Linked DNA regions of Anas platyrhynchos: region 1 is linked to region 2. The links are chromatin contacts, called in public Hi-C maps. All regions are on one chromosome and are shown on one strand. The core of a region is the stretch at or near the end of the contact, and the rest is flanking DNA. Distances in the headings are between cores, read along the strand shown.

Evidence for each region. A called contact is a pair of places that touch in the nucleus more often than the background predicts.
Region 1: a Hi-C map of skeletal muscle shows a contact between it and region 2, with 3 times the contacts expected there. The contact joins two enhancer-like sites. A contact is called at or near these places in 2 of 8 Hi-C or Micro-C datasets (skeletal muscle and subcutaneous adipose tissue).

The regions. Positions count from the first base shown.
Region 1 is chr1:53,354,335-53,359,677 of IASCAAS_PekinDuck_T2T, forward strand. ADSL (adenylosuccinate lyase) reads right to left here. Exons shown (of 13, transcript NM_001310389.1): 8 at 2,283-2,352; 9 at 1,191-1,338. It also overlaps LOC106020099. Among named protein-coding and RNA genes, the nearest start is that of SGSM3, 8.1 kb to the left of the region's middle. Within about 2 kb of position 3,482, at least 5 of the 8 cell types and tissues checked have an H3K27ac peak or open chromatin away from gene starts, as enhancers often do.
Region 2 is chr1:53,174,957-53,180,294 of IASCAAS_PekinDuck_T2T, forward strand. ST13 (ST13 Hsp70 interacting protein) reads left to right here. Exons shown (of 12, transcript XM_038173504.2): 2 at 1,162-1,219; 3 at 2,502-2,571; 4 at 2,667-2,737; 5 at 3,321-3,387; 6 at 3,873-3,957. Among named protein-coding and RNA genes, the nearest start is that of ST13, 5.0 kb to the left of the region's middle. Within about 2 kb of position 2,140, at least 1 of the 8 cell types and tissues checked has an H3K27ac peak or open chromatin away from gene starts, as enhancers often do.

The DNA.
Region 1 (5,343 bases), core at 2,232-4,731, 180 kb after region 2:
GCAGCCAGTATAACATCACCCACCTGTGAGAGCAGTACCTGGCCCATTATAAATCATAATCTTTTCAAACTAACTAGTACTTGAATCTTGTGCTACATGTAAAGCTCCCAATTCTATCATACTGTGTTCAAAAGGATGCCCTTTATGCTGTTTTGTAGGTTGTTTGCTTTTCCTCTGGCTTGCCCTCCTTTCAAAATACTTCAGCTTTGACAAGAAAAATCCAAGGCACAGAATTTTGTAAACAGATGATGAAGTAGACGAACGACTCTTTTTGTAAGATAAGGTCAAAATAAAATTTGAAACATTCCACTAGTTATCTCAGTGCTTGGTAGCTCTTGGGAAATAAACCCACCATATCAACCAATACCCAAACTCTGAAATTTTACAGTGTTTTTCTGCTGTTCAGTATTCCACGTGTCCTGTATCTTACAAATCCCGGAGACCACATTCTGCATCAGAAGACTGCTTTGAACATTTCAAAGCTAAATAAGAGCTTTGCAGATTTAGTACTTACAGCTAGATGGACAAACTGAATGGCTATCATTCACTTAATAACAACTATAGATAACTTCTGCTCATCTCTAAGTAGTCATAATGAAGAATCAGAAAACAAAGCCAAGTTTGTTGAGCATGTCTAAAAGACCTGCACAGGTTTTTATGAAACATCACTTAGTAATGGTTTGTGCTCTTTGGGATCGAAATTGCTTCTTGTATGGAGCAACACTTTACAGAGAGATGAAAATAAATGTCTTCAGATTTGCCAGAGGGTGAAGGGTTTACAGATAAAATATTGAATTATTCAGTGTTAAAAGTGAAGAAGCGTAGGGTCAAAAATGATGTTCAAAACAGGAAGAAAAAACCAATCTGAGAAATGTGAGAGCTGCTATGCTACAACACTATGCTTTTGAAACCAGAAAACTATAAGAGCAATTCATTACCTATGTTTCCTGCATCCCTCCTCTCTCTGCTGCTTTGCTTTGCAAAAGGTCTTGACGGTTACAGAAAACTAACATTTTTCATCTGGTCTTTCAGAGGAAACCAGTCTGCAAGTCTCTAACTTCTATTGAGACTGCTTTTCATCAAGGTGGTAACTTGTGGTTTTAGTTTAAAAATAGTCTTTCCTCAATACATCAAAGGGCCTTCTTGCACAAGACCTTCCAGAATTGCTGCGTTGCACGGTGTGAACAAACCTGTTGGCACTGTCGTCCAGCGTTCGCTCGAACCACTGCACAGAAGCTGTTTGGAGGGGATCCATGATCAGAGTCATCAGGTGTCGAGCCAGGCTGCAGCACCGTTCTGAACGCATCGGGTTCCTCTTGTAAGGCATTGCACTTGAACCTGTGAAAGGAGAGAGAGTGGTGGAAATAGCACGCTCAGGAAGGTGCAGGGCCTCCTCCAGATAAGAGAAGTGCGTCAGGAATCAAATTTTGACTAAAGCCTCAGAACATGATGGTTTTCTAAATGCAGTAAAGAAAATGACAACATCGCACTTCTTCAGATTGATCAGAAACATCCAAATGTGGGGGGAAAAAAAAAGTGAGAAGACATTTTGCCATTCTGCAAAACAGCGTACGTACTACCACAGAACAGGAACAAATGGACGTTATTTCTAGTGCAGCATTTAGCACCATCTCTCTAAGCTACCCATGGCAACACTAGCAGTGTTCACGACCCCTGTAACGCTCTTCTTCCAAGTCAGATACACTGCTTCCTTCTGCTTCATGTTGAAATGTACTTTAAAACCAATCACGTAATGCAGAATGGTTCAAGTAACAGACAGGGCTACGGCCTGAACTGCTGACTCAATCCTATGCAACTATTTAGGGTGCCTGGGCTCCAAGGTCTAAAACTTGACATTCCCTCCTCCCCTTTTACCAACATCAGAGTCATGTCACTGGCATTTTTCTGGCAAGTGTCCAGTCCAGTTTTATTGTTCCAAACTTGTCTGTTTACAAACACCAAAATGCTGAGTCAACCAGGAAACCTACAGCTCTAGTTAAGTTCTTAAGGAATGGAAAACAACGTGTTCTCCTCAGACCCAGGGCATCTTCTGCAGTGAATGCAGAATACATAACTGCTTCTGCTCTCCCTCAACCCAGGAAGTGCATGAATACAAATATTAAAATTAAATTCATTACTTAATATCCAGAAACCTTTACCTCACACCCCAGTTAATTTAAAGCAACTTCTGCCAGTCACATTTCTAAGCTTGCTTAAATTGCTGCACCAGCATAAGTCAAAGGGTCCATATGCCAGTCCCAGAAATGGCTATAGTCCCTTACCAATCTGGTCCTTCTCAAAAGGCTCCTCTATCTCCTTCAGGTTGGCCAAAAGACGAATGTCGGTACAAATCTAGAAAAAAAGCCCAAGAAATTAACAAACAGAACCAAACCAACACTCACCAGTATATCTCCTGTCAGCGTTTGTGAAGAATCATTTACAATGGTGTCCAAGAAGACAACTGAGGAGGCAGTGAAAATTTGAGAAAAAAATTGACACTACAACCACAGCTCCTGGCCTATAAATCCCACAGTCAAGAAAGCATAATTAAAAGAGGGTGTCCACTGTATTAGAATACAACAGGACTCCAAGAAGGGCAAAGCTTTTCAGGGAATGTTAAAAGATACCAGGAGGGAACACTGAAAAACCATAACAAAAGTACAGCGGCTTGCAAATACAGATAACGTGTGCTCACTGAACCAGCCAGCTTACAAAACTGAAACAGAAAAACATACCACAGATCACTTTAGCCCAAGAGAAAGAGGTGGGAGGAAAGAGAGATAAATCAATGAAAAGAATCCACAGTGTAAGGAATGTTTCAGCGATTCGTGGCAATAGAGGGCTTGAAGGGTAAACCTGGAGTCTCTGGTATCTGGGGGGGTTCAGAATAACTGCTAACTATTGTGACTAGTGCGTGGGACACTAAGCAAGTCTCTGACACCCGGCCAAGATGGACAAAAGCGAAGGACAAGGAAAAAAGCCTGGGAGGAAGATTATGAGCCTTCAGCACGTGAGACCCCCAGAGGGACCACCAGAGAGTGATATGCCTGCGCCAGTGGGAGGGTTTGGGTTTCGGGAACTAATTATAATAACCCTGCCTTTTCTAGAAGTAGTGATGAATATGTATTAGCCTAGGAGCATAAAAACCAGCTGCCTGATGTAACGTGTGTGTGTGTGTTGGAGGAGCCCAGACTCCCTGCGCACCCACCAGTAAATCTTATAAAGCTAAACTGACCCGGAATTTATAACAATTTGGTGACCCTGACGTGATCCTCTTGGTCCCGAGGCTGCGAACGCCTAAGGGAGGCGTCCCCCACCCTTGTTTCGTTGTGGCCCTTTTCCAAGGGCAGTAGGGAGCCCAGCTGGATTACGAACAGAAGAGGCAAGTGAGGAACAAAGAGCTCTCCCCTCCTCTGGTTTACAGCCGTAACTCTGTGCACGAAGATCCGAACGAAGATTTATCGTTTGGTGAGTACGCCGCTGGGTCTGGCCGTGTGATGGTGTGTCGGGGTGTGATTGAGATGGGACTCAGTTCTGAAGCATGTGGAGGCCTTCTGACTGAAGTGTTTGTTCCAGGTATTCGTGGGTGAGATAACACTCACCAGACACCTTTAGATACAGGCACAGCCAGGAGTTTCTGAACTTTTTTTTGTATAAAAAGAAGTTCCAGGAATGGGTCAGGGACAAAGCAGATCCTCAGACTCGGGAGGTTCGAGGAGGGGCCTCTGGTTTAAAAAGGGGGAAAAATTACCAGATATTCTACCAGATAGTCCCTTAGGGCTAATGTTAAGATATTGGGATAATTTTAGAAGCACTAAACATAAGGATAAGGCAAGAAGGATTTGATTTTGTATGGTTAAATGGCCAAAAGAACCCTTAAGACCCCACGTATCCTGGCTGATGTTTGGGTCCATGGAGGACTGGGTTTATCAGGCATTGAATATTCACGTGAATAGCAGAACACCTGTGGATCTGGAAGAGAGCAAGTGTGCTGCAGCCTGGTTAAGACTAACAGAATCACCCACCACTTGTATATTTAATTTAATTGCATAAAAGGAGGATGAAGAAGATAAGGAGTGGGAGCCCCTTGATAATTTGCCTCCTCCATATAACCCACCTTCCCCAACTGCACCGACCCCCTAACCCAACCCCACCTGCCCAAAGGACAAGGAGGCAACAGAGAAACAGGGAAAGGGAGCAGGAAGGGGCTGAGGAGCAGAGGGGTTTATACCCATTGCTGGGGGTACCCTGGGGAGGTAACCAGGGAGGAACAGGCTTGTGACTGTGCCCCTCAATACATCAGATGTGAGAAATTTTTAAAAAGAAATGGGTAGTTTATTGAATGATCCTTGAGGGGCCACAGAGAGATTAGATCAATTCCTGGGACCTAAGACGTATAGGTGGGAAGAAACGCAGTCGATTTTGGGGATCCTCTTCACCACAGAGGAAAGGGGGACGATTAGACAAGTGGGAATGAGAATATGGGAACGACAAAATCAAGCTGGACTGCCCAGGGATACAAAATGGCCAAACGTGGACCCTAACTGGGACCACCAAACGGCAGCAGGGCAACAGGACATGAGAGATCTTAGAGCTATAATAAATCAAGGCATCAAGGAGGCAATACCAAGGGGACAGAATATTAATAAAGCTTTTAACGAACACCAAAAAAAGAGAGGAGTGGCTAGGAAGGTTAAGAAAAAGCCTCCTAGTGTACTCTGGCCTGGATCCAGATTCACCCGTGGGGGGGTGCTACTGAAAACTCTGTGGCAAAATCATGGGAGGACATACGAAAAAAGATAGAGAAACTGGATAACTGGCAAGACAGGGGCTTGGAGGAATTGTTATGAGAGGCTCAAAACATCTTTGTGAGGCGTGATGAAGAAAGACAGAAAGCCAAAGCAAAAATCTTTGTGGCTGCTGTCAGAGAAATCCAAAAAGGAGGAAAAAAAAAATAACATAAGAACCTTTTTTTTAAACCCATATAAAACTGTGATTAGCTTTCCAGGAGCTGGATCACCCCGAAAGCCTGAACGGTACCACAGGCCCACATCAACCCTGAGACCGGGCCCAGCCCCTCGAGTGAAGGCTCTTCCCACACCCTCAAGACTGGACGGCGCAGAAGGATAAGCAATGCTATACATCCTGGTATTATTTTTACAGGGGCAACTGAGCCATGGGCAAGAACGGAGGAATAACTTTTTCATTCTGGGGGAGGAAGTGGCCAAGGCCTTTAACCTGAGTAACTGCTGGGTTTGTGGAGGACCGGGGTGGGATGAAAGTTGGCCCTGGGTAGCTGGCCCGGTCGAACCCAAGTGGTGGGTTAGTAATTTGAGTGAAGTT
Region 2 (5,338 bases), core at 890-3,389:
AGATTTTCTAATAGCTTCAGAAGATGCCTTTTAAAAAAAAAACTTGTGATATTTTTTTTCTTGATATCTCTCCTGATGTAGACTAGAAGTAGCATAGTGTGCCAGGACCTGTGAGTCCTGCCACCTCCCCTTCCTTCTCTGCAAATTGTGTGGTTTTGGGTTGCAGTCATTCCTGGAAGCAAACACTCCTGGGCCCTTCCAGTTTCTCCTGCCTATTTGCCCACTTCCTTCCCTTCTCCCCTGCATCACGTCGAACCAGTTGTGTGGTCAGTGACTTGGCTGAGACTGAGTTGATGGACTCAAGTGTCGTCGTTTTTATTGTTGTGGGGTTTTTTTGTTGTTGTTTTTCTCCTTTTGGAGCATGTAGGGGCAGAGCAATTGAAATCTATCTGTAGATGAGAAAGTGGGGCAGAGAATGGATGGGAATGGTAGTCCTTGTGGCAGCCTGCCATTAGATATGATTAGATGCTACATGAAACAGCTGGAGAATTCAGCCTGCACTTCTTCCTGGCTGCTACCCAAAGTTGATAGAATATAGAAGTTTATTCTATATTGAGAGAATGCTGGCTATACAGAGAATGCTTTTAAACGTGTAGTGAAAGCACAAGTGCTCTTCAACTTACAGTGAAAAGGCATGGATATTGCAACGCAGAAAAAAATGCTGCATAGAGAACAGCATTTCTGTTAATTATATAAGCATTTTAGACCCCAAAAAAATCAGGATAACAGACATTTTTTAGACTATTGTGGTTCTGTTAGCTTGTTTGAACTCTGTTTCAAAAACAATTCTAGTTTCAGTAATAGCTATAATACTATCTATTTTGGACTTGAAATAAAACTTACGTTTTAAGGGAAAAAATCAGTTTCTGCTAAAAAGGCAACTTTTCCTTGTGAAAAAGGATGGATGGGGGTGATGTGTCATGCACTTGAGTACAAGTTACAGTGCAGTTTTAGGTGAAAGAGTCAATGTGTGTTATGTTACATTGTGAAATCATGAACGCCATGTGCTATTTTTACTGCTTTTACAGTGAATTGGATCATCATGTTTTCTGTCATAACAGAAAGCTGAGACTATCAGCAGGATTTGAATCAATAAAATATGGGCCACTATTTTGATAATCTTACTGTTTTCTTTTTTCTCTTCTGTGTTTTGTTGAAAAGCATGGGAGGCACAATACCACCTGCTCCAGCCAGCACCTCCACAGATGAGACAAGTAAGGTGAGGTATAAAGAATTTTGTAACTGCAAGATAACTTTTGTAGAGTCCAAATGTTATTGGGTATGAAGAGAGAAACAAAAATTACCATCAAACTTCACTCAAATAGTGTGGGTGAATACACTGGGGTGAATAATTTTGACAGTTCAGTCTGAAGCCTACCCATTGGGTGTCATAGACAGTGATTTGTTACAGATGGCTTTCCAGTTTGTTTCAATTGTTACCATGCTCCATTTCCTTCATCCTGAATGCCTGATGTTCTCAGCAATGCAAATGGCAAACACTCGAGTTTCTATTTTTTTAATGTTCTCATGGTCTGTTTATAGACCATTTCTGCTGTCATTAGTGGCTCAAATTATAATCTCTGCATGACAAGAAGTACTGCAAGCACAATAAGTAATGAAGTGAACGGTTAAATTGTCAACTTTTTATGACAGCATTGTGGAAGAGGTGGGTGTGGGTTGTTTGTTTCTTATTGTTTTAAGGGAGACAATAAATTAGTCTTATAGATGTGTATAGCGGGATTTTTCCAAGCTTGAAATTATTCTTGGAAAAAGCAGAAGAGATTTTATTTTGCATTTAACAAGACAGTGGTTGCTTGCAATACTGGCTGACTAGAACTCTGGGGCAATTGTGTGTAAGTAGTGAGTATAGTCTGCGACATTGAACGGGAAGGCAAACAGCTTGTGTCTGTGACAATGGAGGGTGTGCTAAGTGGTGGGGTTCGGAGGAAAGTAGAAGTAATTAAAAGTTGATAGGAAAACATGGGAAATTATTCTAAGTATGTATAAGTAGCAAAGATCTCTGACCTTGACAGATAAAGAAATATTTTAGTCATTGATGCTAGCTTATCCTTCCTTGTGAAGGACCCTAGCTTAATAGTACTAGATGGAGAGAATTTTTCATCCAGAGAATGCGTCGGGGAGGGCAGGAAGATTGCAGTGGCTAGCTAGTATTCGTTGCAACACTGGTTCTAAAGTATGTATTATCTGGATCATTGTGTTTGGTCATTGAATTATACAGTTTGAAGGACAGGCTTTACCAATAATATAAGTTCATGAGTAAAGATTTGGGTTCTGAATTATTTGTGTGTGTGTGTGACAGACTTAATCTCAGAGGAGGAAAAAAGGAAAGGAGAATTGTCTTAAAAATAACTGTTCAGCTGCAGAGCAGTCATATGCTTTGCAGATTCATTTTGTATTTTCTGATGCATTGCTCTTTATTAGATTGGGAGTAGCATATCAGTCAGAAATAGTGTGCGCTTACAAATACATTTCTCTTTCAGGGCAAAGCAGAAGAACAGCCAGAGGAGCCAGTTAAATCTCCTGAGCCAGAAAGTGAAGAGAGTGACTTAGGTGTGGAAAATAGATGGCATATCACAGTTAAAATGTGAGTCTAGAAATCTCTGTTTGTGGATGGAGTCTGAAGTTGCTTTTTGCTTTTCCCTCAGAAATTGACAATGAAGGAGTGATTGAACCAGATAATGATGCCCCTCAAGAAATGGGAGATGAAAACGTGGAGGTAAGCACAATACCTTCAATGGCTCTGGCAGTAGGAAAGGAGAGAGGTTTTGAATTTAGTCGAGAATAGCAGCTGAGGGGGAAATTTGGACTACATAGCTAGGTACCCATCTGCAGTTCTGGATCTCTTTGACCTGAATGGAACACTTGCTGGTTTAAAACAACAATCTTTTCTTTGTCAAGAGTAGTCCACCAAAAAGTTGAGTGAGGAAAAATAAGGTCAGAAAACAAAAACAACAACAGCAAAAATATTAAAATGCACACGAAAACTAGATCTGTAGAAATCTAACGCAATTCAACTACCAAAAGGTATTTGAACTCTCTCCTGAGTGCTGTTTGGCTGAGTTGAACACTCAAGAGAGCCTTTTGCAGCTAAAATAACAGTGACTAGTGTCTCCAAAATGAAAGCAAAAAAGATCATAGTTTTAGTACTTTGATTTAAACCTAAATTAAACAAAGGATTCTAGAGACAGAAAACTGCAGCTGCCGCCTTTGGTGCTGTCTTTGGTGGTCCTTCTGGCCTGGGCTCTAGCGTTTGGGTTTTGTCTGTGTGTGTGTGTCATTTTGTTTGCTTATTTTCTTAGGTAACGGAAGAGATGATGGATCAAGCTAATGAAAAGAAGATGGAAGCTATCAACGCTCTAAGTGAAGGTAATATTTTTTAGTTGTTTTCTAGTATATATTAAAGGGCATAATATTTGGTGCCAAAAAAGAAACAAACATGAAGTATCTTGGACCTTCTTGGATATCCAAAACTAGCTAGCATATAAAGGCTTTTTAAAGAACTGTCTTCCCCATGTGGCTATCGCTGGGGGAAGTACTGCAGCATCTTAATTATAAACTGACTGTTACAGTACTTCCCTACGTACTGTGATTAGTGTCTCTAGTGGTTTGTCTTAATGCAGTGAAAAGCTGTGTGCTTCCTACGTGATTGCATATGAAGTCAACTGGACAAATTTAACTTGGAAAAGTTCCCCTCCCCAACCCTCCAGGGCTCCTTTTGGAGTTTATACGTCAATAATGTTGCAAATTGGATTTTCTTTTGTTGATCATCTTCCATTTAAGATAAGGCAGGCTTGGCAACTTGGATGAAATCATTTCCTAATGATGGAAACTTTACTGGTACTCATTTTCAGGTGAACTTCAGAAGGCTGTCGACTTGTTCACAGATGCTATCAAGCTGAATCCTTGTTTGGCCATCTTGTATGCCAAGAGGGCAAGGTGAGTCATCAGAAACTAGTGATTTATGTTTCTGCCTGTTACTCCCTTAAAGAGCTTAAATTACGCTGGCAAGATCTGCGTAAATTTAAAAGGAGAGGGAAGGGAAAGAAAAGTACACTTTGTACATTTTCTCCTGTGTGTGATTAATGGGATTTGTGGAAGCAGCCATCTAAAGGGCCTTGATAGTAGATCAAATAACAAAATTCTGTACTAAAATACATTGTGGTAGTTTATGCCTTGTTGTGTGTTGAATTAGAATAATGTTGGATCACAAATGCCTGAAACATTTGAAGTTTCTTCTAGGATTATGTCCTGTCTAGTTAAAAAGTTAAATGGATTAGGTAAATTCCCTCCCTGTTGTGCCTGCTAACTGTATTTCTTGACAGAAAGAAGCAGATTTCTTTCTGTTCAGCGCTCCTATGTTTGAGCAGAATGTACCTAATATTCAACATCAGCCTTATTTCAAATTACATTTACCAGACTGCAGATAATGAGTTAATGAGGGCATAATGTCAAATTTGATTTGTCCTTGTCTATGATGCACCAACGTTTATCTTCCTAAATCTTGTGGAAGGCCAGGAATGTGCGTGTTAGAGAAACACGAGTTCCCATGGATTTTTTTTCCTTTACTTTTTGCACAAAAACAAGTCACTAAGCATGGATGAGTTGATAGTTCAGTAGATCATCTTTATAGTAAGAAAGTTCATTCTGTTCAATTTTGATGACTTCCACGTGATTGCTCAGTGTCTTTTAGTTCTTTTGTTCTACTACACCTCACTGGTAAATGGCTGCTTCTTTTGTACGTGCTATATCCTAGTTTTTGTGTGTACACTGTTTGTGTACCTCAGTACTCTAGTTTTTGGTATTGTTGTGATCATAGTTAACATTTTAAAAACCTCTTATGGTGCAGTATCTTCTCAGGGCTGGGATTTTTTAGCAATGAGAAGTGTAAGCATCAGGAGAAGTTTAAAATTGACCTCCATTTCCTCTTTTACAGACATGAATAAACAGTATACTAGGTTATTGTAAAACTTAAAGTGTAACAGCTGTGAGTAGTGAAGTGCTGTGAGTAATCCACCTGTCACTGGTGGACTCAGGTTTTGTTTTTTGTTGCTTAAGGGTTTGTTTCTTTGTTTTTGTTTTGTGTTTATCAATATTCTAAGACCGCCAGCAGCATTGGAGCATCTCTCATTGGTGAGGTGTAGGTTTGGGATAGTTCCTTGAGATGTCCATGTGTTTGTTACTAGGAGAATGTGTGAATTTATTCTTGTTTTATAACAAGCTTTAATGATGAAGTTACAGGCACTCTGTAATTGCTGACACCTTTTTTTTCTCCTCTGAGTAAATGTAAAAGGGCAGATGTTCTTACTTGGAGTATCTT